4 separate regions of the Mus musculus genome follow, and all the other regions are linked to region 2. The links are chromatin contacts, called in public promoter capture Hi-C maps. All regions are on one chromosome and are shown on one strand. Each heading gives the region's core, a stretch centred on a gene start, on an enhancer-like site or on the middle of the called end of the contact. The rest is flanking DNA. Distances are from core to core; before and after follow the strand shown.

Region 1 (5,115 bases), core at 1,632-4,131, 2.6 Mb after region 2:
AAAGAAGCTGATCGAGGAAAGGAGGGAGGAGCCCAGACCAGCTCCTTCCTTAACACCTCCCTTCCTGACACCCATCTGGTCATACTCAGCTCACCCAATTTAGCCTCTTCACCCACAAAAAGCCCTTAGAAGGCCATGCCTGCAGGAACAGCCTGGCCTAGGAAAGGGTGGAGGAAAGAAGACACAGACAAAAGACCAAGGTGAGGGGACGTGAAGCAAACAGCTTGGCTTGACATGCATGGGATCTGCTATGCCTGCATAGCTCCCTTGCATATCTGGTAAGAAGCCAGAGCCACAGCAGCCTGGGAGGGAAAAGAGCTAATATTTAAAGAGCCCTTCAGGCTAGAGGGTGCTTGAATCACATTATCTCATTTTCTCAACAACTCTTAGTATCTGTCTTCGCAAAAATGAGGAAACTGAGGCATAGGGAAGATGAGTGAATTAAGGTCCACTAAGTTGAGTGACAAAGCTGAGATTCAAATCAAGGTACCAGTGGGTCTCTGGAGCTCCATCCTCAGCTTTTAGATTATTACTGCAACCATAAGAATGGACAAGAGCAAAGGCTCTGGCCCTAGAGACCTTTTCTCTCGTCATGAAGTTCGCCTAGTCCTACTGGCCACCTGCCTGAGCAATGCTGATGGCCCAGGCTTCAGCTGACTCACCAGGCTTCGAAGGGGCACCAGAGGATCCACTCCAGCCTTCTGTTTGGCCCTGTCCACCATCTCATTGATCCTCTCCACACACTGGTCTGTGCCAATCAGCTGGCCCCAAGAGGGAAGGAGGAGTTAGAAAGGCTTGCAGGATCTGTGCTGCCCCTATCAGCTACTAAGAGACCCAGACACCACCTCTATCGGAGTTGAACAGTACATGAAGGCCAAGTTCTCTGGTCCCCTCAGGATGGCTTGCTTTCTTCTTCTTTTTTTTTTTTTTTTTTTTTTTTTTTTACCCAGTGGTTTGTGCTCAGTCCATCTGCTTCTGCCAGGATCTGCCCATCCTCAGAAAGTAAAAGGACTTTGGACCGTGTGCCTCCCCTACAAAACACAAGAGGGCACTCAGTCCTGATTGAATTCCACGCGGAGAGCCATGCTTGCATAGTAGTCTCTTACAAAAGTCTAGGGCAAAGACAGCTTCAGCAAACCCAACCTCTACTCCAAAAGCTACCTGTTTAGTGCCTGCTACACTCTGGAAAGAAAAAGGAGGCTTTGCTCCTTTTGCCTGGTAGGTCCTACTTCCTCTGCAAGGTCCCACTCACAGTCTGTCTCATGCAGGGCTTCTCCTTACATTAATAAGCTCTAGCTAGCAAAGACCGCTCTGAATCAAGAGTGTATTCCATTGTTTAGCTTCTCATGAGCTCCACTGGCTCCAGAGTGATGACCTATCCTCCTAACCTATCGTGAGCATGGCCCAAACGACTTATGGTAAATACGTCGGACGGAATAAGCAGACCTCTCACAACAGCTAAGGGTTACTTTGAGGACCTATCTTCTGACACCAGGGTCTTCAAGACACCTGTGAGAAACTATCACCAGTCAGGGAGAAACTCATACTGCCTTCAGCAACTAAGCCCTCCTGAGTTAAATCCCTGGGGTAAGTGGTACTTTAGAAGAAGGGTGATACGTGTAGGAGGATGTCCTACTGACCAATACTTTTTGTTGTTGTTGTTTTGTTTTGTTTTGTTTTTTTGTTTTTCAAGACAGGGTTTTTCTGTGTAGCCCTGGCTGTCCTGGAACTCACTGTGTAGACCAGGCTGTCCTCGAACTCAGAAATCTGCCTGCCTCTGCCTCCCAAGTGCTGGGATTAAAGGCGTGCGCCACCACCGCCCGGCTCTGACCAATACTTCTTGTAATAGACAATAAAGACTCGATCCAACTCAAAGAGTAGTACATCAAGAGTACATCCGAAGGGATATTAATGCATGAGACAGTAGATTAAAAATCCAAATTAATTTCTTGACAAACTGGGAAAAATAAGTTCTACCTTCCATATGAATATAACAAGGCTAAGTGCAAACTCCTACGCTGTGCTGAGGGTTTTTCCTTGTAAGGTATCATAAATAAAGCCAGGGGTCATCCGCTTTCGCAATTCACGGGAAGAGACTTCCGGGTAAATCAGCAGCAAGCAGCTAGGATACCAAATCTTCCTATCAGGTCCTGATTTGACACACCCAGTTCCACAAAATGCTTGTCACGCGCAGGGGACCGGATAAACCACCATCTTGCTCACTCTTGTCCTTGCCTTACGTCTCACCCAAAGCCATGCTTAGTAGAGCTACTTCCCAAAGTCAAGCAGACCAGCTTCTAAGCAGGAGAATATAGGAACCAAGGGCGTTCGGGGCCGACAGCAGTGGAGGGTCCGGAGCACCAAGATAAGACAGTGCTCTGGTGACAGCTGCTTAACTCCCGGGTTCCCTTGTGCATGAATCTCAGTCTCAGCTTCTGCCTCTTTCCCACGTCCACCCGCGACCGGCAACTTCCCACCTGACCCCCCAGCTCTGCACAACTCTCCAGGTTGACACAAGAGCCCTGTGGCAGAAAGGTGATGGCCGGGAGGGGCGTGGTCGCACCGTGGAGCACAAAGGCACCGGGCATGGTGTGGGCCGCCGCCCCCTGACCCGCCGCTCCCGGACGGACAGCCTTCGGCCGATCCAGCGCTCACCCTTCCACGCCACCATAAAGCGCGGCCATACTACCGTTGCCACCGCTGGTCCGCCGTAGCAACCTCGACCCTAGCCGTGACTTCGCTCCCGCCCACACGGGCACCGCCCCTTGTCATGTGACTACGACGCGCTTGCGTAGGGTGTGGATGCTACGTCCTCTCTCGCCCCTGCTGTCGCCTCCCGCAGCTTTCCCCTCCGGTTTTTTCTAGCCCGCCGTTCAAGTGACTGCTTCGCGAGGAGGCGGCACCCCAGCTGAGGCTCCTGGGAGGGTGTGTGAGGGCTGCCAAGGGCCAGCCGGAAGTAGCTGGCAGACGCGCGCTAACTGTGGGGTGCGCACGCGCAGACGCTTTTGGAGGCAAGCTCAGAGTCTGGCGGATGTGTCTGAGGACCAGGGCGGGAGCCAACGTCCAGACCACCCCACCCTGGCTCATGAGCGCACACTCTACCTTGTGCTGAGTACGCTGAGCAGGTCTCAGTGAGGCCCCAGGCTGCTGTCAGCTGAGGTTTGTGCGGCGGTGAGGATAGAGCCCAGGGTTTCATGTGTGTCAGGCTAGCGCTCTACAAGTGATCTGAGTCCAACTCTGTTCTTTCTGGACTGTATCTCGTCTGTATAACCCAGACTGGCATGGAATGCAATGCTGGCTCAGCATGCTAAAAACTGGCACTCACAGACCATATTTCACCTTCTGGCCACCACCTGCTCAACTCTAAACTGTGCAGTGGAACTGGAGGAAGAGAGGAAGATACCGTTAGGTCCTGTAGAAGAGTGACTCCTGCGTGTTTCCTCAGGCTCCAGGTTGTTCCAGCCCTACTTAAGAGGCAGCTTCAATAGCCAGGAGGACTGTCTGCTGCTCTTGACATTTCTTTGAGACTTCAGATGGAGTCTCCTTGGGGCTAGCATGTCTCTGTCCAACCTCGGACCTCTGAGCCTGCCTCCTGTGGAGAAATCTTGAACTGGGATCCTCTTTCCCTGTCAGATAATTGGGTCCGGTTGTGTTTTGATGTAAACAGTTGGGAAGGTGGGCACACAGAGCCTCATATATCCCAAACTCACCTCAGACTCTGGCTGAGGATGACCTTAAACTCCTGATTCTCCTGCCCCACCTCCCAAGTGCTAGGATGTTTTGGTGTAGGCTTGCTTTCTAAGGTTCCAGAGTGAATGAATTCTTTACCTCCTTTCTTACCTATGTGACTCAGTAAAGCACCAAATAATTCAAGAATAGAAATAACATTATTGCCTGATAGAGAAACTAGAGGGAAGTGAGACATTACCATTCACAGTACTTCAGAGCTGGAAAATGCTTCCTCCAACAACATCTTTAGAATCAAAGATAATTCCATAGGATTCTGATTGAATGGAAGTTTTGGCAAGAGTGTGATGTTGTGGGTGAATTCTGATGGAAAAGTTCCCTTTAGCACTGGTGTAATGAGTCTTGGGATCCATTTGTGACAGCGCTGATGTGCTTTTGTTCTGTTGTTTGAATCTTTTTGTAATGAGATTGCAAGTCACCAGGACTGGCCCTACACTCCTGAGGTGTCTGAGGCTGTCCTTGAATCCCAGTCTTTCTGTCTCCACCCCCTAAATGCTCGGATGAAAGGACCACACTGCCCTCCTGGCTTTGCATTACTTGTTTAGAAAGGAATACAGAGAGAAAGTTTGGTTTAAAGACAAGATTGACTTCTGAATTTGGGTGAGAATTACTGTAATCGCTGCCAGTTCTCCCCTTCACAATGAAGATGAGAAACCTCAGGGCCAAGACATGGCTCAGAGGGTAATAGCACCTGCTGCTCTTGCAAAGGACTGGAGGTGTGTTCCCAGGACCTACATCAGGGCTCACAAACCCTGTCACTGCAGCCCCAGGGGATTCAACTCTGTTTTCTGGCCTCCTTGGGCACTCTCCACTAATACGTGCACATATCATTTAAAATTAAACATAAAAAAGATTTCGAACTCCTAAAGATCCGATCAGATAGAGGTCATGTGGCCCAGGCTCATCTCAACCTCCCTATGTAGACAAGAAGAATTTTGAACTTCATATCCTTCTGCCTCAACTTCCCAAGTGCTAGAATTACAGGTAATCACCACCATGCCTGACTTATGTAATACTGGTAACTGATCCCAGGGTTTTGTATACTGTAGACAACCTATCTACCAACTGAACTACATCCCCAACCCAGTAGCTAATTGTATTTATATCCACATGTACTCTTATGCACTTTAAAAATGCACAGGCTAGTGTCCCTTTTTCCTTTCTGCTGGGTACTCAATGTCGAAATGAGCAAGTTCATGAAACCCAGGAAAGTGTGCTGGTCCTGGCTAGATGCTACTCTGGACACAAAGCTGTCATCAACATTGATGATGGCACCTCAGACCACCCTTACAGCCACGCCCTGGTGGCTGGAATTGACTGCTTTCCCCTAAAAGTGACAGCTTCCATGGGCAAGAAGAAAATTGCCAA
Region 2 (4,977 bases), core at 2,469-4,968:
TATGTTTTTCTACTTTGGTGTACAGTTTCTAGTTTACAAATTCAAAGTTTTAAAGTGACCAAAGCCAACTCAGACTTAACTATACATATTTTTAATTTTTTTATTATGGACAAATTAAAACTTACACATGGGAAGAATAAAATGTGTACATAGCTGGGCGTGGTGGCGCACGCCTTTAATCCCAGCACTCGGGAGGCAGAGGCAGGTGGATTTCTGAGTTCGAGGCCAGCCTGGTCTACAGAGTGAGTTCCAGGACAGCCAGGGCTATACAGAGAAACCCTGTCTCGAAAAAAAAAAAAACCAAAATGTGTACATAACCCAACCACTCACTATAAATCTCTAAACTATACTTTGAATATTCCTGAAAATTATCTTGCTGAATAATCATTTGATTTTTCTTACAATATATTTTAAAAGTATTGCTGACAATCTCTAACTTAACAAGGTGTTGTGGCTGAAAACTAAGCTTAGGAAGCAGCTGCCTCGGAGTCACTAGGAACACAGGTGAGGTAACCAGGCTACTCCCAAAGGAACAGCTTGACTTCTTCAACTGTACCGGATTTTTAAAACAAGTGTGATTACTTCCCATGGACTAGACTGTGGCTAAGAATACACATTAAATCAGAAAACCCTGGCTTCCAGGATCACTAATGTGAGCACTTAAAACTTAAAAACACTATTGGGAACATTTTTAGAGTTAGTACCTACCAAGATTTAATCAGTACTGGCTGAGTGGAAGGATGGAGGTTTTGACAGAAGGGGTGGAGCACCAGGGAAGGGATAATGGGGAACTTTAAATCACGGACACTTTCAGAAGGAAACTCTTCAATAGGCTGCTTTACTGAAGGACATCAAGAAAAAGTAGGCACTGCTGTAACAGGTAACAAAATTGCAGGGTTGTTTTGGGTCTCTTTCTCTTTTTCCATGGCTGTCCTGGAATTCACTCTGTACCAGAAACTGGCCTCTAACTCAGAAATCCGTCTGCCTCTGCCTTACAAGTTGCTGAAATGAAAGACGAGTGAGACAAGAATTTTTTTAATTAAAGTATATGCTTTTGAGCCAGTTGTTGGGACATTAAGCTTAGCTTTCCTTTGGTTATAAAATGCCTTTCCCCTTAGTGATAATAAAGACGAAGCGAGCATGGTAAGCATCTGACACACACTAAGGATTTATCCAACTTCCCAGGGATGAATCTACTCCAATCAATACTTTCCTGGTCTCAATATAGTGCTATTTAAATGCCTGCTTTGGAAATGATAACATGTCCTTACTGCATATTTCCATGTACATACTAAAATGGTAATGTTATCATCCATATATTTCTGCAAATTTTTAAAATAAAAAAAATATAAGATTTTCATAGTGTGGTTGGAGATGGCTCAGCAGTTAATAGCACCTGTTCTTGAAGAGGGCCTTGGTTTGGTGCCCAGCACCCACATGGCTCACAAACACCTGACTCCAGTTCCAGGAGATCCAATGTCTTCTGACTTCTGAAGGCAGATATACACATGCAGGCAAAATACCCTTACAACAGGAATGAAGCTTTAAAAAGTGTTCAAGTATCTTATAAAGACACCAAAAAGCATAGCAGCATGAATTCTAAAATGCTAAGATGAAAAAGGGAAAATTTCCAATAAATATGTATTTAATAGGTTTTAGGGAGTATTTACCTATAGATATAATCTTTCCAAAAAAAAAAAAAAATGGCCATGCCCTAAGTATTGCATCCTTACTAAAAAGCTACTTCCAGGTCCCATAAACTAACAAGATATTTAATATATCAAGAAGAGTGTAAATGTGGTTTGGTGGGACAAGTCTGTAATCCCAGCACTTGGGAAACAGAGGAAAGAGAACCTTCACAAGTTTGCAAGCCTGCCTACTATACAAAGGAAGATCCAGGCCAGCCAGGATGGGGAGGGAGGGAGAAGAAACAAAAATGCAAACTGGGTAGGCAATATCTGAATCCTAGCACCTGGGACTCAGACAGAACTAACAGTTCTGAGCCAGTATAGGTATAGTTCAAGGATAACCTGGGTTATATAAAAGACCCTGTTTCCAAAAAAAAAAAAAAAAAAAAAGTAAGTATATTTCACATAATACATTAAAAATAGCAACTTGAAATTTAAATTGGGGCAAAGTGTATGGCACAGACTTTAATCACAGTGTTCAGAAGGCAGAGGCAGACAAATCTCTGAATTTTAGGCCAACCTGGTCTGTAATAGTGAGTCTGGGACAGCCAGAGATACACCCTGTCTCAATAAAACAAAACAAACAAAAGAAAAAAGAAATTGAAAATGGGCGAGGGGAAAAAGAATAACGTATCTGTACTTCAGAACAATTTTAATAACTAGAAAATGTCAAAAAGAACCCTAAATGTACATAGCTCTAAAAGTACCAGGATTCTAGAAATAAAAAGCTATGGCAGGAACTAGGTGCAGAGTTAAGGCCCGTAACATGATACATGTTCATCCTACTTCATTTATATGAACTATATGCACGATACATCAAGTTGCAATCTTCAAATATACCGGGAGAAAAAAACAACAACCAAAACCCACAATTTCTTGAGCTTTTCTTTTTTGCCCTGTGAAACCCAACAAAGGCACAACCGCCTCAACCCGTGCGTTGAAAAACAAAGAATGCAAGGGGAAGTTACATGACAAAGACAATATCCTAGACTCGAGTTACAAAATATTCACTAAAGATGCTTACACCTGACTGACCACAGTTACTCCATTAATAAAAATGTCAACCACTAGTCGCAAATGGTGGTAAATATGTTTTAATGAAACCCACTTTCCCTCGGTAGATGCATCCCTCCGAGTGAGATTTCCATTTTTTAAGAACGGTTTCAACATCCTTGGGTGTCCAGTTAGGTTTTTTGGTCGAGGGTCAGGGGAGTACTACAGAGGGAAAGCCGAAGACCTTCGAGAAAGATGTCTGGCTTTTTTTTTTTTTTTCTTTCCAGTTCTCAACTGCAAGTATAAAGTTTTTAACCTCAGCCTTCAAGAATTAAAAATGAAAAAAATCCTACCAAAAGAAAAGAGAAAGGACGTTCCAGATGGAAATCTGGAAAAGATTCATCGAAAAGAGGGGGCGGGGAAAAAAAGGACGCAAGCATGGGACTCCAGGAGGACGTGCCGAGTCCTGAGGAGAGCTTTGAATGAAAAGTCCTTCCTCCAGGTCTGGGGGCCGCGGGTGCAGCCAGCCGAGGGGTGACAGGGGCCGAGCCCCTCTCCCGCCATCGTCCTCTCGGCCCGGCTCGGCTCTAAGCATCCTGGCGTGCGCACGGGAGGGAGGAACCACCACAGCGCGGCGTCCACGGAGAACAATAGGCTGCAGAGAGGCGCAGGGCCGCGGCCTCCCTACGGGGCGACCACCATCCCGCCTCCCTCAACGCTGCTCCAGACTCACAGAGTCTTGGGCATCTCGTCCTCCATGGCTGCTGCGGTCGCGGCGGCACCTCAGGGTCCAGCTCCCTGCCCTTCGCTACCTCCCAAATCCTTGAGGCGGGCTATGGCTGCGGAAGAGCCGGCCTCCTCGCTTGACCGGAGGCTACTTCGCTTTCTTCTTTGGCAGCGATTACACAAAAAAAGGCCCGGCCTACCGCGAACAATGAAACCCCGATCCAAGATGGCGGCGAGCCGGACGCCTAGGAGCCGGCAGCCGAGTGACCCGTGCCGCGCATGCGCACAGCCAGCTAGCATGCTCACCCTCCTGGCAGCCGGGTTTAGGCTTCAAGGACGGGGTTCACTTGGTGCGCAGCCGCGCTGCCACCAGGCAAGGGATGGCTCAGAGTGCGCAGACGCAATGCCAGTAGTTTAGGATTTCTGTAGTTTCAGAGCGGAGTGTTTCATTTGTGAATTATATAGTGAAATTAAAAATCCTTGGGGAGGTTAAAGAAATAAAATAGCAGGTGTTTTTCTAGCAGGAAAATTTTCTTTTTGCACACTATTTAAAGAGAGAAAAGACATGCGCCGCCCGGGAATCGAACCCGGGTCGCAAGAATGGGAATCTTGCATGATACCACTACACCAGCGGCGCTGTTGAGGATTTGGGCGTCCGAAAACTCATAGGAGATACGTTAGTATCTCTGCCTATTGGATTCTTGATTTATGTAAATGAAAATTAGAACGAATTGATACTTGCACTTTTTCCGTTGCTTTATGAAACGATTCATTCTTTCTCATACCAATGCTGTTGAGTGGCTGTTTGAGAAAAATCTCGACTTTCATTTTTGCTTATTATTTAGAAGTAAGAGTTGTGGTAAGAAAATAAGGTCTACTTGACAATAAGCAATACTTTGCGAGCAGGAATCATATTTATGTCTGGATTTCTTTTGTATACCCAATGTAATCGAAAAGCTGGTAATAACAGAGTTACTGTTGCAAATTGGTGAGAAGAATCTCAACAGTCAGCCCTTGCTTAGGGTTCAGAGTTATGGCTCTGGAATGTGGTTCCGGTACTTTTTTTTATCCTTTCTTATTACACTATACATATTATGTAAAGCATTTATTAAAGACGTGAAAGTTTTTGTATCCAATGTCGTTCTTTTACATCAGTGGTCCTCAAGATTCCTAATGTTGCGACCTTTTAATACAGTTCCTGGCATTGTAGTGACCCCAACCATAACAGTACTTTTGTTGCTACTTCATAACTGTAATTTTGTTACTGATATGAATTGTAATGTAAATACTTTCAGCGATAGAGGGGTGGTAAAGGGGTCGCGACCCACAGGTTGAGAACCAATTGCGTACTCTGCCATATTTGGGATTCCCTCTCTCTTTCCTTCTTCCTCCCTCCTTTCCTTCCTTCTTTTCTTTCAACTTTTCTGTTTTTCAAGACAGGGGGTCTCTGTGCAGAACTGGCTGTCCTGGAATTAGCTCTGTAGACTAAACTAGCTTCAAACTCAAAAGATCCTCTTGCCTCTGCCTCCCTAATGCTGGGATTAAAAGCATGAGCCACCACCACCCCACA
Region 3 (5,187 bases), core at 87-2,586, 2.0 Mb before region 2:
CTTGGGCTTGATCCCCCTAGCCTGTGGCAGCACAGCAGTATATTGTCCTGGTGACAGCAGAACGGAGCAGCCTGACTGAACTACTCATTTCATGGTGGACAGGAAGCGACTACTGCCTTCTGCTAAGCTTCATCTCATAAGACAGACCACCAGCTGGGGCCCAAGCATTTAGCACACAAGCCCGTGTAAACCAATTCACTTGCAAACCGCAACCCCTCCTGCCCTAGAAAAAGGAAGGCTGGGAATGTTGGGCCAGCAAGCCCCACCCCCTTTACATGAGAGCAGTGCCATTCAGCTCTCCAGTGCCATTCCTCCCCTGTGAGGCCCCAAGTCCCTTCTTTTCCTAGGCTTTTATCCTTTGCCAGAGCAACCACTTAGGCTTGTGACCTCTTTCATGGTTCTAGGCACCTTTCAATGCCTGAAGGGGGTTACAGAGGCTGGTTGGTATAGCACTCACGACACATTCAAGTTCATACACAACAGTTAAGTTGCAGCTCCTCATGGCAGCCTAGACTTCAAAGTGAGGTTTTTGTCCCGTCCCCACCCCCACCTCCCCTCCCCTGAATCAACGAGGACCTCTTCCTCTTTTCACAGTGCTTCCAGGTTTCTGATGGTCAATTCTCAGTCTGCACTGGACGTCTAGTGACAGTCCTTGAGGGTATCTTCCTCACTAGGCTCCCCGCCTTCCCATCTCTGTCCTTTCCAGATAGTCTGGCTTGGCAACTGGTCTTGGGTTTTACTTACTCCTGTTTTCACAGCAAATAATGTCGATCACCACATCCCAGTAAAGTGTATACAGTCTGCACTTAATAAAGGCTGACAGCCGGGCGGTGGTGGCGCACTTGGGAGGCAGAGACAGGCGGATTTCTGAGTTCAAGGCCAGCCTGGTCTACAAAGTGAGTTCCAGGACAGCCAAGACTATACAGAGAAACCCTGTCTTGAAAAAAACAAAAAACAAACAAACAAACAAACAAAAAAATAAAGGCTGACAGAAATGAATGGACGGATGGATGAGTGTGTATGGAGGGATAGAGGAAGGGATGTGTGGATGGACTGGGTGAGTGGAATGATGAAAGGAGGGAGGGAAGGAAGAATGGATGGATAGATGGTGAGATGGATGGATGGATGCATGGATGGATGAATGGATGGAAGGAGGAATCCCTAATCTCAGACTGGCGAGACTTTGTGGCGTGGGGAGCCGGATGACAGCAAACCCAGGTAGCAGGCCGGCTCTTGTCCCGCCCTGTGTGCGCTCTGCCATAGGGCTGTGGGCGCCCGAGGGCGGAAGCTTCCGTGCCGGAACCGGTGCGCTCAGCGCGGGTTGCGGGGGGGTGCGGCTTAGCAGGCGGACCGCGGGGCTGGCGCTCAGGCGACGGCGTGAGAGGCAGCGGCGGGATGGCCGGCCGGCGGGTAAATGTGAATGTGGGCGTGCTGGGTCACATCGACAGTGGCAAAACAGCGCTGGCGCGCGCGCTGAGCACCACGGCCTCCACTGCTGCCTTCGACAAGCAGCCGCAGAGCCGCGAGCGCGGCATAACGCTCGACCTGGGCTTCTCCTGTTTTGTCGTGCCGCTGCCGGGGGCAGAACCCGGTTCTAGCGACACGCTGCTGCAGGTCACACTGGTCGACTGCCCCGGGCACGCCTCCCTCATCCGGACCATCATTGGCGGTGAGCGCGGGCCGGGGCGGGAGCCGGGCTCGGGGTCCGAGCTCGCGGGATGGATGGCGGCCTGACAGCCTAGGCCTGGCCACCAGCCCGGAAGGCTTGTGGTCTCGAACTCACAGCCCGCAGACGCGGACACAGTTCTCACCTTCACTGCCGTGCACCGAGATGCTTTCCTAGAAAAATGATCCAAAGAAACAAACCCTGCAAAAAGGGTGTATACAAGTTTCAAAAAAAAAAAAAAAAAAAGTCACCACGTACCTGTCCTTTGGTCTCCTGGTTCTCTGTCCCAAACACTGCTCTCAGTTTCCTGTGTGTATGGATGGTTTCAGGAAACATACACAGAAACGCAGACAAGGTGCAGAAATGAAAGATCCTGTTTTTTTCCTTCTGTTGTACTACTTGTGGTCGGTTGGGGTAGTGGGTAGAGCCTAGTGCCTTGATAAGAGGCAAGTGCTCTAGGCTCTCTCAGGATCTCATCCCCCAGTCCCCTTTATACACAAACCATCACTGTCTGGAGACTATATCTACACATAAAGTTCCTTTGTACTTTTATACCAACATTTTCTTGACTGACCCTCGTGACTTTCCCAGAGTTGGCTGCTATTCATAATGCAGTGAATAACTCTAGCCCAGAAGGTTTTGGGATGTGCACTAGTGTAACAGGATAAGTTATGTGTGAACTAGCTAAGGCAAAGGGCCTGCGTGTTTTCAGTCATGATGGGCACTGCTAAAATCTGCTTCTAGGATCTGTACCACTTAATTAGTCTTTAATTACAGGCCACTTAGGAATAGGCCATTATAAATAAAAGGTCTTGTAACCTCCCTTCCTTGCTCAGCGTGACCCCTCCCATTCGTCTACAGGAAACTGTTGCTATGTCTTTTTAAATTCCTTTTGCAAACCCATTTAACTACACTTAAATCTAAGAACAGAACCCCATAACCTGTTTGTAAGCACCCAGCACAAAAGGAGGTGTGGCTGAGTCTACCTGCTGTAGCTCCAGTGACCCATTTCCTGCTTCTCCGCTTGCCCTGGGTTTCTTTCCAGCAGTGTGCTGTAAGCCTGGAAGCATGTATATGGGGCAGGTGGGTCATTCCAGCTGTGTGGCCTCCCTTTCTCTGTGCTGCAGGCAGCCTAAGACTGTTTCCTTGTTTCACTGAAGTGGAAATGGAGGCTTACCTGCCAGAGTTACTCTCCTGCACAGTATCTATTGAGTTCAGGATTCACTCATTAAAGACTATCAAGGGCCACACAGTAAACTAAACTGAAAACTCCCACTAAATTCTGACTGGTTGTGTTCAAATACATTTTAGGAAATGTACTCTAAGCTAGTGTAAATTGGAGATGGAACACTACAGGGTAGAAACTAGAAAGTGGGGTTGGCATGTCCCTCAGTGGTGGAGTACCTGCTTAGTGTGCAGGATGCACTAGATTCCACCCGCCTCCCCCCCCCCCCCCCAGTATTGCAAAGAAAAAGAAAGAAAGAAAGAAAGATGAAGTTTTTTTCTGGAAAATATAGAATCTGACTTGTAATAACTATAATTTTCATCTTTATGATGGTGTGTAAGTGTTACAAGTTCAGTGGAGTTTTGACCTTTCCTGGTTCGTCACATGGTTGGTTCTCATGACACTGAGCAGTGCAGCAATCTGCAGCTCCTAGTCGGCCCTGAGGTCGAGAGTGCAAATCTCTGTGTACCCAACTCTGGTTGCTGAGCTGGCAGGCCCAGAGCTTCTGTGTATTCAGTGCATTTCTTAGCTTACTATATTTTGAACCTATAATAACAGTGTTGGATGTAGCTCAACTGTAAGAGGAGAATCTAAAATCTAGGCCAGGGCAGAAGGACAGACATTGTTTTAGAGATGTACAGAATTGGGTTCGCAGCTTTTTTCCTTACTAGCTCCGTGCCCTTTGAACCTTGCTCTCAATCTTACGTCACTAGTGAATAATGGTGACTGTGCAGTTACTTTCTGGCATGGCTCTTCTCAAACATTTCACTTCTTGGACAAACTTTGCTGGAAGCGTGTTTATTGTGTAGCCACTAAGGAAGGCAGCTAGTCAGCTGGATTGTCAAGGCCTGCCTGCCTCCCAAGCTGAGACCTTTCAATGTGCCCCAGTTTCCTGAATTTCTGCCCACTGCTTCTAATATGTACATTTACACAGAACCTTTATGAGGCAAAAGCTTTAGCCAGGTGTATATGATCAAATGGCTTAAGCCCAAGCAGTGGTGTTTTGATTGAGACTATACACCTGTACTAGGGGATCTGTGCTCTCGTATCCCGTTGTTGCTCTTCTTGCTTCATAGCTTGAGAAAACTTTCCTTCCTGGTCTTACAATGTGGCCAGACCTCACTGGAGTGATAAGACCATCCTTCCTTAAGGAGATCGGATCCCTACCTTCTTTCTTAAGGAAGAGGGAAGATGGAGCTTTTCCTTTTGAAGGGAAGCATGCAGCTGCTTGAGTGCCTGCTCTGGCCCAGGCCTGTGCCCAGGACCTTGTGACTGGGCAGTGTCCTGTGGAGAAGCATCACTCTGGTTTTCGGATGAGGCCTTCCTGAACTGGCTACAGGCCAAATCTTGACAGTGCCTTTGGAATCCTGCCATTCACCCTCTGCTGCCTGAACAGTGGGTGGGGTCATTTTCAGGGGCTCATCAGATCATGTTAGCCCTTGCTTCTAGATTCTCAGTATGTTTTTGTTTGATTTGGTTTTTGAGGCACGGTCTCTACCTCTAACTGTTCTGGGTCTCACCAAGTAGACCAGGCAAGCCTAGAACTCATAGAGATCCTCCTGTCTGCCTCCCAGGTGCTGGGATTAAAGGCATGCACTATTGCTCTTGACTCCCCTGTACATTCTTGTATTTGGATTAATCCAGCCTCTTTGTTCCAGGCTCAGTACCCAGGCTCTCCTTCCCTGGAGCCTCCTCAGCAACTACTTTCCCATGTTTCTGACCTTCAGTCATGCTGTCGACTTTTCCACTCTTTAAATATGTCAACAGTTACTTTGCTCCTGCTGTTGCTTCTTGGTCACAGAAGCTGCTGTCACAGTTCAGATGTGACATCCTATTTCCTCATGCTCCTTGGGTGTTGTGTCAGTTGTCCCTTGCTAGGACTGGGACGGTATGAGAGCAGAATAGGATTTGACTCACCAGTGTTCTTTGGTGCCTGTGCTGACAGCAGGCATCTGGCAGGTTCTTAGTAGGTTCTAAGGAAGGAAGAGCTATGTTCTTCTAATGGCCTAGCTGGCTGCTCTTTCCTCATCCAGGAGATGACAAGAGAACACTGGTAAAGGCACACTGTCATAGTCCGAGGGGTCTCAAGCTGGAGTACCTCATGTAAGCTGGGCATGGATGCACCTGTCTAGCCACTCCTCAGTGGGCTGGAGACAGAGGATTGCCTGAGCCTGGGAATTTGCGCCCAGCCTGGGTATCACAGTGAGGCTCTGTTTAAAAAAAAAAAAAAAAAACACTCCTCAACCTTTGTTGAGGCCCAGGATGTGGGCACATTTAAAAGAAGAGCTTCCCTAGA
Region 4 (5,239 bases), core at 2,028-4,527, 3.0 Mb after region 2:
TTCAAATATAGGGGATGATGTATGTGTGATGGGCCGCAATTACTCGGGTGGAAATTGATGTGTGGCCACCAGGAAGCATAGGCTCCAAAGGTAGAGGGGGCTGTTCAGGATTTTTTGGCAGGATCCTTTGTATGGTGGAGAGGCAAGGAGGTTACAGGTTTCCCTCTCGTCAGTTCCTGGTGCTTCCAATGTTGGGGGGCTGTGGAGAGGTAGGGTTCTTGTTGGGTAGGCAGGACACATAATCAGAGAGACAAACCCCAGGTGTTAAAAGAGTAGGAAGTGCTGTGAACTGGTAACAAGCTGAGGTAACAAGAGAAGGCTTCCTGGAGGAAGTGGGCTTCAGCTGAGCAAGGAAGGAAGAGTGCTGTAAAGAGGTATCTTGTTTAGGGCAAGGCAAAGGAAGACAAGAGACCTGTCTCTGGTCACCTGCTGCCTTTGGAAGATGTAGATGGATGAGCATTGTAGGACTAGCCATAGTGGCCACTGCAAGAAGAAAGTTAAGAGTTCTGCTGGGCCATTTTCCAAACTCTGTAAGCTTGAACGAGGTACTTAGAACTCTCTATCGTTTCTCCATCTGTAGGGTGGGTATGGAAAATTCCTGGCGTGTTGGTTTATTTTTAGGCTTAAGTAAGAACTTTGTGTTGTATCCCTACTTGTGGGGTCCCATGAGGCTTGGTTCACTAGAAGTCTTCCTCTCTCCAGTGTGTGTCTGAGTTCCTGTTTCTGTGTGGAGTCTGGTCTATGGATAGCCATGTTCTCCAGATTCTCAGTGTGTTTCCAGCAAGGGACCCCAATGACCTTCTCTGTGGCCTCTCTCCTGCAGCAAGTGCAGCAGAGTCTGACTGGCCAGGATGGAAGATGGGGGAAGGATCCCCAGTACCTCTTAGAGCTGGTCACCGTGAGGCCCACATGTAGAAAGAGGAGCCTATAGATGAGGAAGGCCAGTGGGAAGTGAATTTCCTGGTTCAGTGGCCCTGGCATGTGTCTCTGACTGGGATCAGGTGCCTCTCGGGGAGGCAGCTGGAATGAGAAGATGGGAGGGAACAAGGGGCCCTCCCTCGGTTTAGCCAAGGGCTGCTGGAGGATATCGTGGGTACCTAAAGTTAGGGGAGCTCCTGTAAGCTGTGAGGAAGAGGCAGTCCACAGGGGCAGGTCTTCCCTTTCTAGGTGAGTTGGTGCTCGCCCCCAACCCTCCCACCCCCAGGCTGACCAGGAGAGGGGCCTCCTCGTCTCAGTGCCCAGCCCCCTGCCACTCCACACTCCTGAGACAGAACTCAGCTCAGCACATTCCAGTTATGTGTAGACCTAGGAAAGAGGGAAGACAGGGCCCCACCCACGTGGGGACCGACTGTAAATAAAGGACTGCTTGAATGTGACTGGTGCTGCAGAAGAGGCCGAATGTTGTTCCTGGGGCCCGGGAGGAGCCTGGCTGGGAAGGCTTGCTGGCAGAGGGCCTGGCAGAGGGAGGGAGGCACTGTTTGGATTCAGCCATGCAGTACATTAGCATGCGGGGGAGGGGTCAGGAAGCGGCATTGGGAAGGGTGAAGATATTAGTATTCTCAGATCCGTTTGTCAGGAAGTGGTCACTTGAAGTGACCCAGTTGTCTTTATATCTTCCTGGGCTTAGAGAGAAAAAGGGGTTTCAGAGGATGAGAAGGGTTCAGGTTTGAATTCCTGCCCACTAATTTTCTAGGGCAAATTGTTCATTATCCTCCAATACTCTCCATATCCCTCTCCTGAAAACAAGCTGTGTGTAGAGAAAAATGAGATGAACCTACAGCATGGTTGGCACAGGGCTTGGTATGTAGCGGGGGGGGGGGGGCCTGAAGCACTGTGACTGCCATAGAAGAGGCAGTATTGATATTGTCCACACTGTCTCTCTGTGTGGGGTGCATATGCACAGGGCTTAATAGCACAGGGCTTTAGGGAACCAGGAGAAGGAAGGGGATTCATGTAGGCTGGTCAGGAGTGAGTTAAAAGACAAACATGCAGTTTGTCACATCAAGTCATGATTTAGGACATTGTCCCTTTATCTTGTCTGCTCTGGGAGGGACCCAGTAGGACTGCCTCTTGTGCCAAAGGGGAGACAGGTGTGGGCCCTGAAGCCTCCATATACCAGAAGCAGGCTTGGCCCGCTCCTAAAGAACTTATCTGATTCTGAACACCCCCTGGGGGCCCTGGGGTGGGGCACAATTCTGCATTTGGGGTGGAATGGGTAATAGAACGAGTCACTGGAGCAGGGGTGCTCATCTGTGAGTCACTTCTCTCAGGCCTCAGCTTACTCATCCGTGAGAATGAGAAGGCACCCTGAGCTCTGGCAGAGATGTAGAGTGCTGGAAGCCAGCAGCACCTACCTTGTGTCAGGCAGTGGCTCTGTGCCTTCTCAGGCCCTCACAGCTGCATGAAATGGCTGCTGGTTCCATTCTTCAGTTGAGCAGAGAGAGGCTAAGAGAGGTAAGTTACCACAGGCTAGGAATGGGATATGTGGGTACCAAAGTGAGGTAGAAGCCTGGATGTTCCCCTTCCGAGAGGGGGATGGGACAAAAGAGGATGCCTGGGTATTGAATCCCAGAAGGTGAATTGCTAGGACCTTGCTATCCCCCCCCCCCGCCCCCCACCATGGTCTCCTGGTCACCGAACCCTTGGTATGCCTATAGTTAGAGAACTAGAAGGAAACTCTTAAGGGCGGGGAGCCCAGGGCGTTTTTTTGGACGGGTCATCTGGTGGATCTTCTCCAGAAGAGAAACTTGTTTAAGAAAATTGCATTTCAGTACTGTTCGGTTGTAAGGCTATGCCGGAGAGGGCATAGCGGACTTGGGGAAGCACAGGTTATATGGGCTATAGCCAGTTTTCCGAGTGGGGTGTAAGAGGGCAGGGGAGTAGAACTATAGAATGGCGAAGGATATGGTCTTCAGGGAGGACTGACCTGGCTTGGAGTTTGAGCTATGCTGTGTTCTAGCGGTGTCACCTTCGGTAAGTTACTCCACTCATCTGCAGTCTGCAAAGCGGGGGGCGGGGTTGGGGGATGGATGTGAGGCTTCTGCTGCCCTGGATTCTCCTTGGAGAACCAGAGCTCCAGCTCTGCTCTGGCTGAGAGTGGCCGGTATGGGATACCCACATACTGCCGCTCCCCACCCCTTCGCCGTACTCCAGTTGCACCCGCTAGAACTGCAGGGGACGTCTTGTGTATGTTGCCAGGGGTAGGAGGGTGCCCCGGGATCCCCGGCCTGCCTGGGAAGCAGCCCTTGTGGCGATGGCTCCCTCCACCAAGGCCCCTGCCTGGCTGCTGGGCAGGTCCTTGGCGGGGAGGGCCGGGCGCGGGATTGGCTGGCGCGCGCGCCGCCCCCTTGCACACCAGCCTGGCGGGGCGGGAGCAGCCGGCAGCTGGCCGCCGCCTCTGCAGTGCCTCCCTCGGTGCGCTCCCTCGGCGGGGATAATGGGAGGCCCGGCGGCGGCCGATGCAGTAGTGGAGGCCGGCCGAGGTAGAGCGCTGGGCCTGGAAGGGAGGGGAGGCCGTGTGCAGGCCGCGAGCGGGTCCCGGGGATCTCCAGAGGCCGGAGAACCGAAGCAGGAAAACAAAACACTGGAAGGCGCAGGGGCCCAACAGTGCTGGGGAGGCAGCTGGAGCAGGAAGATGGTCCCGTCCAGCCTTTCTTCTCCGGGCCCTTCCCCTCCAGTGTGCTGGGGCCTGTGCTGGACTGCTCTGCTCCTTGCCTGCTACCGGCCTGCCTCACCAGTGTCTTTGGCTTCTTTTGCAGGTGGAAATAAATGCTCGTGAAGGAACGGGGCCCTGGGCACAAGGGGCGACTGTCAAGGTACCCTGCGTGTTTGTGTGTGTGTGTGTGTGTGTACGTGAGTGCGTGCGCGCTTGCCCTTGTGTATGTGTGCGTGTGTGTATGTGTGCGTGTGTGTATACGTGGGCTTGCACGGTGGGGGTGAAGTGTTTGACTGGATTGGATAAAAATAAAGGGTCTCCTCTGGTGATCCCTTAATCTCCCACTGTGTGTGTAGCAGCAGCTGAGGGGGAGGGGCGGCGCGAGTGTGGGCGGCCAATGAATTCTCAGGCCTGTGTGGGTTTTGTTTGGATTCGTTTTGCTTTCTCAGCTGGATGGTTTGGGTGCAGTTGGGGTTTGGCGTTTGGTTTGTTGAACTGTATGTATATGTGTGCGCTGTGCGTGTGTGCGCATGTGCGTGTGTGTGTGTGTGTGTGTGTGTGTGTGTGTGTGTGTGTGTGTTTTAAAGACGTACAACCCACTTCCCACCCCTGCCTCTGGAAATCTCTGGAGAATGGCCCTGGCACTGTTGGTTTGCTTCCAATCTGCAGAAATCCCCGGGGTGCGTTGTCTCGGGGAAGTGGGGGTGAAAGACAGTAAGGGGGAGGGAGAATTGCACTCCTGAGTCTGAAGCTGATAGGGTGTCATTAGTCATGCTGCTGTCACCATGGAGATGGCTGAAGAGAGGAGAGGAGGTGGTGGGGGTGAGGATATTTTGGGTAGGGTGGGGGCTGATGCAACATCATGGCTGGGAAGCCAGCGGGTGTCTGCTGTTATTCTGTGCCACTTGGTGTCTGGGAGACTGGGAAGGCAGTGTTCCCTGGTGTGAGGGAAGCAGAGAAAGGGGCTTTGAGCCATTCCAGGTGGGTTTTTCAGAGGGTGGTGTAGGTTTTGGGGAGAGGAGAATGAAGAGTCTGGGGAGAATCTGATCAAGAATCTATGACTAATCTGCCTAGGTTAGCCAGGTCCCGCTCAGTAGGTTCCTTCTAGTTTGCCCGGGTTTACAGGGCCAGGGGCTCACTCTAAGTTTGGAATTACTCAGCAGTAGCCTCTGGCCCAGGAGGTTGGGGAGGGGAGGAGAGGGGGACTGGGACAGAAAAGAACACCTCAGCTGCCTCTAAAGAGCAAAGGTTGGGATGAGTGTGGTGACAGGTGGGCAGGCCAGGCCTGGTGGGGCTCTGCCTTGCACAGAGGAAGCCCTGAGCCTGGTTGCTTAGGTAGCAGGTGGGCGAGCTGTGAGTGTCCCTGCATGCCCCTAGTCTTTCCTGCCGATCTACCTCCTGCTTCCTGGGAAAGCTGTGGGAAGCACTGAGGGGGTGCTGGAAATGGCACTCTGCCACCTTGCTGTCTGTGTGGTGACACCGGCGGGGTGGGGTTCTGCTTCCTCCTGTGTGTCAGGGGTTCCCGGGCTAACTTACAAGGTGGATATGAAGGCCAGGGTTATTCCCTGGCCTCTTCCCAAGCAA

What was found. Promoter capture Hi-C pulls out the DNA fragments that hold promoters and counts their contacts.
Region 1: a contact with region 2 is called in a promoter capture Hi-C map of hippocampal neurons, with 3 times the contacts expected there. The contact joins the promoter of Nagk here to the promoter of Tia1 in region 2. A contact is called at or near these places in 1 of 39 promoter capture datasets (hippocampal neurons), 1 of 484 Hi-C or Micro-C datasets (regulatory T cells), 3 of 115 datasets of contacts at active chromatin or transcription factors (bone marrow-derived dendritic cells, extraembryonic endoderm stem cells and large pre-B cells) and 1 of 9 other capture datasets (liver).
Region 3: a promoter capture Hi-C map of liver shows a contact between it and region 2, with 4 times the contacts expected there. The contact joins the promoter of Eefsec here to the promoter of Tia1 in region 2. A contact is called at or near these places in 3 of 39 promoter capture datasets (hippocampal neurons, liver and neutrophils).
Region 4: a contact with region 2 is called in a promoter capture Hi-C map of hippocampal neurons, with 2.8 times the contacts expected there. The contact joins the promoter of B230319C09Rik here to the promoter of Tia1 in region 2. A contact is called at or near these places in 1 of 39 promoter capture datasets (hippocampal neurons) and 1 of 115 datasets of contacts at active chromatin or transcription factors (astrocytes).

The regions. Positions count from the first base shown.
Region 1 is chr6:83,792,823-83,797,937 of GRCm38.p6, reverse strand. Nagk (N-acetylglucosamine kinase) reads right to left here and starts at 2,881. Exons shown (of 10, transcript NM_019542.2): 1 at 2,656-2,881; 2 at 947-1,031; 3 at 663-761. The coding sequence starts at 2,684. It also overlaps the pseudogene Gm7443 and the pseudogene LOC665004.
Region 2 is chr6:86,402,960-86,407,936 of GRCm38.p6, reverse strand. It overlaps Tia1 (cytotoxic granule-associated RNA binding protein 1), which reads right to left and starts at 3,718. Exons shown (of 13, transcript NM_011585.4): 1 at 3,415-3,718. The coding sequence starts at 3,440. n-TGccc4 (a tRNA gene) reads right to left here and starts at 4,044; the gene lies at 3,974-4,044.
Region 3 is chr6:88,442,688-88,447,874 of GRCm38.p6, reverse strand. It overlaps Eefsec (eukaryotic elongation factor, selenocysteine-tRNA-specific), which reads left to right and starts at 1,336. Exons shown (of 7, transcript NM_023060.3): 1 at 1,336-1,669. The coding sequence starts at 1,396.
Region 4 is chr6:83,439,793-83,445,031 of GRCm38.p6, reverse strand. It overlaps B230319C09Rik (RIKEN cDNA B230319C09 gene), which reads right to left and starts at 3,277. Exons shown (of 3, transcript NR_028382.1): 1 at 2,927-3,277; 2 at 2,355-2,445. It overlaps Tet3 (tet methylcytosine dioxygenase 3), which reads left to right. Exons shown (of 12, transcript NM_001347313.1): 3 at 3,759-3,815.